2 separate regions of the Mus musculus genome follow, and region 1 is linked to region 2. The links are chromatin contacts, called in public Hi-C maps. All regions are on one chromosome and are shown on one strand. Each heading gives the region's core, a stretch centred on a gene start, on an enhancer-like site or on the middle of the called end of the contact. The rest is flanking DNA. Distances are from core to core; before and after follow the strand shown. Region 1 has its middle 99 kb from the start of Gm48606. Region 2 has its middle 34 kb from the start of Gm36235.

What was found. A called contact is a pair of places that touch in the nucleus more often than the background predicts.
Region 1: a contact with region 2 is called in a Hi-C map of double positive thymocytes, with 1.6 times the contacts expected there. The contact joins two enhancer-like sites. A contact is called at or near these places in 1 of 39 promoter capture datasets (the C10 cell line), 1 of 15 datasets of contacts at CTCF or cohesin (the NIH/3T3 cell line) and 7 of 484 Hi-C or Micro-C datasets (3T3-L1-derived adipocytes, CD4 T cells, the MC3T3-E1 cell line and 3 more).

The regions. Positions count from the first base shown.
Region 1 is chr12:16,132,123-16,134,822 of GRCm38.p6, forward strand. No RefSeq gene overlaps it. Among named protein-coding and RNA genes, the nearest start is that of Gm48606, 99 kb to the right of the region's middle. Within about 2 kb of position 1,294, at least 44 of the 459 cell types and tissues checked have an H3K27ac peak or open chromatin away from gene starts, as enhancers often do. A contact at or near this core is called in double positive thymocytes, where this site is marked.
Region 2 is chr12:16,048,315-16,051,014 of GRCm38.p6, forward strand. No RefSeq gene overlaps it. Among named protein-coding and RNA genes, the nearest start is that of Gm36235, 34 kb to the left of the region's middle. Within about 2 kb of position 1,392, at least 35 of the 459 cell types and tissues checked have an H3K27ac peak or open chromatin away from gene starts, as enhancers often do. A contact at or near this core is called in double positive thymocytes, where this site is marked.

The DNA of each region.
Region 1 (2,700 bases), core at 44-2,543, 84 kb after region 2:
TACTGAATATTCTTATATTCAGTTTCCCTGTACTGTAGCCCAATTTCTGTCGTCATAAAAGAAGCACTCAAGGCAGCATAATTTATAAGTAAAAAAAAGTAATTTTTACAGTTGTAGAGACTGAAAGGAGGTCCAAGGATGAGAGCTAAATCTCATGTGGACTTTCTCATTATGTTATAACATGGCAAAAAAAAAAAAAAGTCACCAAGAGAGACAAAATAATCTACTAACTCAAGTCTCTTCTCTTTAAGTTCTAAAGACACTAACACCATCACAGGGCCCCATCCTCGTGACTTTTCATGATCCTAGTTATCTGTTAAGGCCTCTCTTCCAAATATGTTTATATACGTCCTTGTGGATTCAGTTCCCCCAAACTTGAACTCTGGGTAGGCAAACATGAAAGATTTACAGCAGTCCATCTGCACAATGGTATTTGTAACTAGTTTGGGGGCTGATTAAAAGGAGAACATTGCTGAGCAAATTAACTGACAAGTTTTTTCAAGGAGTATAAAGAGGAAACTCTGCAGTGCCTGTGTTCCCAAACTGAGGCTTGAGTGTCAGTGTCACAGAGAAGTGTGATGTCAGGTGCACCATTTCCTCTGCAGCTCCTGAGTGCCATTGTCACATTCGCACTTGCAAAGAAGGGACCATTTTTCTTCATCAGGACACTTCCCACTAAAGGACAATGCATGACCTTGATGTGGCAGATTCAGCATTCTCCATATTCTTGCAAAGATCACTAGAAATTATGATAGTGCCAAGGATCCAGAAGTCCTGATCTTTGAAATATATCCTATTGTTTGTAACTGAAAAAGAAATTTAAGTGTCAAAGTTGTCATTGATTTTCTTCCTGTTTTTTCTTGGATCCAGGAGATAAAGGAGCTATTGACACAATGCCTTTGCTTAGAAGCCAACATCATCACCATATATGGTGAGATTTGAGCCAGGTAGACAGATTATTATGGGCTAATATTCTTTTCTAAAAAAAAAAATCATAAAATCAAATTAGACTAGTCTATTATATCAGTTTCTTATAATCCCCCAAACATGCTTTTTGTAGTATCATTGTCAATATTAAGCTTTGATACAGTACATGGTCAATGGTATTCTTGTGTGATAATTTCAGTGGACCATATCTTTGTTGGCAGTGTAGCCTTTGAATTATCTGCTACCAGGTTTACTGGTAATGCTTGATGCTGTTGCTTGGTGGCTGCAAAGCAACCCTGCACAGAGAGCTATTTCATCACGAGCAATATGAGAAGTCACCAGCGGAAGACATCCCCACCCCAAGCATCCTGTGATGAAGGATAACATTCATCTCAAAACAACGCAGTCACAGGACACAGCACCAAGGCAGGAAGTGGAGCTACTCTTGCAGATGGTTGGTTCAGCCTCACACCATCTGTGGAGGAGCACTAGTTATTAGTCAAGCTAGAAATGCCTTAGACAGCTGGAAGAATGAGCAGTGGGCTGGTTGATGAAAGTTCACCAGTCTTGAAATGGAGGGTCCCAGTGCCTACACACAGCACAATTACCTAGATAAATATGAACAAGACATGTTTCTTGTTGAGTCAGCTCTTCTGCAGGGGAAAGGCTAGAACTAGAGTCTCCCTTCAAGGAAGGAACTGTGTTATGTATATAGCTGAAAACATTAGCAGTTTTCACAGCTATTTCGTATAGAGAGTGTCAAATACTCACTCAGGTTAGCACTCTCAGTCCCAGTCTCTGCCATGCTACCTCCACTACACTCTCCTGGGTCAACTAAGAACATGTCTATGAGTGTAACTGCATGTGGGCTGTGGGATTATAAGAAACTGATACAATAGAAAAGGCTGCATGTGTGTTTGTTTTACTGTCCTACTCCCAAGTCTTGAAGTTCATGGTAATATTTGAATATCAGATTTCAAATTTACAGTATTTCATTGGGCCACACATGTTATGTAACTGATTCTGCCTTTATTGTATGGTTCTTGACAATCAAGCCTCATAATGGGAGGCATTTCAAAGATCAGACATTGTTCCAGGGTGCACTGTTTCATTCCACAAGATGGTGTGGACACAGTGAAGGGACAGGATGTAGGATAATTCATGTTGAACATGCATAGGTCAAAGACCATGGATGGTAGTCCATGGAAAAAGGAAAGGCACTCTCATGGTCCAGGGAGAACTAGGAACCAGCCTGTGGCCTGTGTTTACTTTGACATGCTTAAGAAAAATTTGTTATTATTGATTCAAGAAGACAGTTTCCTGTATACTCAGAGTAGGGTGTTCTTGGGTTTCTCTGGGACCCCAGGATAGTAATCACAGTATTCAAAAAGAGGTTGAGAAGGAATATGAAAACATCATCCAACTGATCACAGTATATAGAATCTCAAAGCCCTACTAGAGTTCTCCCAGGGTGGATACGTGGGGGAGCCTAGGGCTTCCTCGTGTCTCACACATGCTCTCTGTCTGAACTGTTAAGGAGAGGGCAGCTCAGCACCCCTACTGCTGAGAACAGTCAGAAGCAGCTGTCCATCCCTCTCAGAAATCTCTAGCAAGCTTCCTGACTCTCAGTCCTGGAGAGGTGACCCTGCCACAGAAGCAACACAGGCAAGGTACCAAAGAGGAAGTGGGTGCCGTTATGTACCTGTTTCTCTCTCTCTCTCTCTCTCTCTCTCTCTCTCTCTCTCTCTCTCTCTCTCTCTCTCTCTCCCTCTC
Region 2 (2,700 bases), core at 142-2,641:
CTCTCAATGAGTCTAACAAAAATCTCTACACTCATTCTCACTAGAGTAATTCTCACGAGGCATGAAAACATGATGCAGCATTTAAATGTGTAAGACCAAACACACAAAGGAAACCTATATAGTTTTGAAATGTTATCTTCACATCATATACTATTTTGATATATTTATAATATAGTATATTATTATATAATATATAATTATATTATAATGTGTTTATAATATATTATATTAGTCAAGAAGTGGGAGTGGGTGGGTAGGGGAGCAGGGAGGGGGGAGGGCATAGGGGATTTTCAGGATAGCATTTGAAATGTAAATGAAGAAAATATCTAATAAAAATTGGAAAAATAATATGCATACTATATTCAAATTGTATATACATTATAGTATACATTAATATAACAAGTTAAGATACAAAAAGCTAACTCATTTTTAAAAAGACAGATTTTATCTTTTGTTATGTGGATGGGTGTCTGTGTGCACATGAGTGCATGTGTCAGCGGAAGCTAGAAGAAGGTATCAGACTCCCTGGAGCTGGAGTTAAAGGCAATTATAAGTCACTAAGTGTAGATGTTGGGAACCGAATCTGGGCCTCTGCAAGAGCAGTGGCTGTTCTTAAGCCCTGAGCCATTTCCCCAACCCCTTACTGTTTTTTAAACTTTTTTTTTAAAGTAAGGGCTGCCTTACTTTTTAATTGTATTCATCAACCTATCTTCCTTTCTTCTCCAAAGAATCCTCCCTCCCTTCAGTAGTTCTCCCTTCCTTCTTTCTAAGATAGTCTCTCTGTCTCTGTGAATGTGGGTATCTCTGTCTGTCTCTCTATCTCTGTCTACATATCTCTTTCTGTCTCGGTCTCTGTCTTTCTCTCTGTGTATTTGTTCTTCTATCTGTCTGTCTCTTTTGTCTCTGTCTCTCTGTCTGTTTGTCTTTGTCTCTCTCTGTCTCTTTATCTTTGCCTCTGTTTTTCTCTGTCTCTGTCTCTGTCTCTGTCTCTCTCTCTCTCTCTCTGTGTGTGTGTGTGTGTGTGTGTGTGAGAGAGAGAGAGAGGGAGAGAGAGAGAGAGAGAGAGAGAGAGAGAGAGAGAGAGAGAGAGAGAGATGGGGGCTAGAACCCAAGGCCTCACACATACCATGTAAGCACTTTATTACTGAGCTACACTCCCAGTCCCATATACCTTATTACAAGTGCTATCTCAGTAGCTTTCTAACAGTCCATGCCTTGTGAACGCCACATGACAGGGATGGTATTTCAAGACATGTATAATCATAATATAATACCAAAAATAATCTATGATCTCTCTTCCTGACATGCTCTGAGTGACTGCTAACACTGCTGATCTGGAAGGTTCAGTGAACCTGAAACAGCAGGAAATGACAGATGTCAGTTGGTACAGGTGACACAGGTGGAAAAAGAAATACTGCCTGCCCACATTCACAGGCTCCGCCTGTCACTCCATTGAGAATCTGTAGAGCTTGATCAGGAACTGTCATGCAGGAAGAACCAACCATGATGTACAAATAGAGAGAAGCATGCAGGTGCATGGCAGACTTGAAAGGAAGAGAGAGAGAGAGAGAGCAGTGCGACCCACACTCAGAGTGCAAACAAGAACAAAACTGGCGGCAGCTGCGGAAGCCATGCGACTGAATGCTCTGACCTTGCCTTTCAGTTTTTTGACCTGGAAAACCAGAGAGCAACAATATCAGATCCGGGTTCTGAAACTTCAGGTTCATACTAAGAAGATACTTCATATGGTTCTTTAGTTCTTCTTCTTTTCTATGAAACACATTATATGAGAGCACAGAGCAGTAAAGAGAGTTTTCACTTTAAGCCTCTCAAATGTGCCCCCTGTCTACCAGCAGTAGGGATATCACAAGGATAAAAACAAGAGAACATTCTGAAAGGGTCCATTTTTACATAAAATCCATTTAGTTAGAACTCACTTCTAGCCCTTAAGCTAATGTAAATCTACCAACAGTCAATTTTCATGGAATTTTTAGATTTGACTTCTCCCAGTCTTACCCACCAGGGTATATGGGTCCCCTCAGCCTCATGTCCATTCCATAGCTGAGAGCTGTTATTTTTCCATTCACTGTTTCACTGGCATTGCGTTCTTTTCATCTCCCTCACAGTCGGGAACCTGGACCTCAGATACTTGTTCAGTAACACACGATCATCAAAGAATAGACAGAGGCACTGCTTCTCTTTCCACTAGGCAAAAGATCTCCCGATCTCCTTAGTCCAGTCACTGACCAGGAAATAAGATGGAGATATTGCTGTATCTTGTTACAAAGAAGCCATCTTTGTCCATTGATCTTGAAGCCCCAGAGAAATATTAAATGAACAAAGATGGTAACATTGGAAGAAGTCATTGAAAACTCTTTAATGAACCAGCTACATCAAATAAGATGTTTCTTATCAGATACTTTCTCTAGTGTAATTTGTCCACAATCCCAGAGAAATTCATTTGTTCATAGATGTTGTTCTCTTGGAAATAGTCTGTGCATTCTCCCAACTCAGATGAATTTGTGTACGTGTATCTGTGCATGTGTTTGTGTGTGAAAAGCATGTGATAGGCGTGCATCGTGTTTGTATGTACATGTGTGTTTATGTGTGTACATATTCGTATACATGTGTAATGTGTGTACATGTGTGCATGTGTATATAAATGTATGTATGTATATGTATGCATATATATGTGTGTTT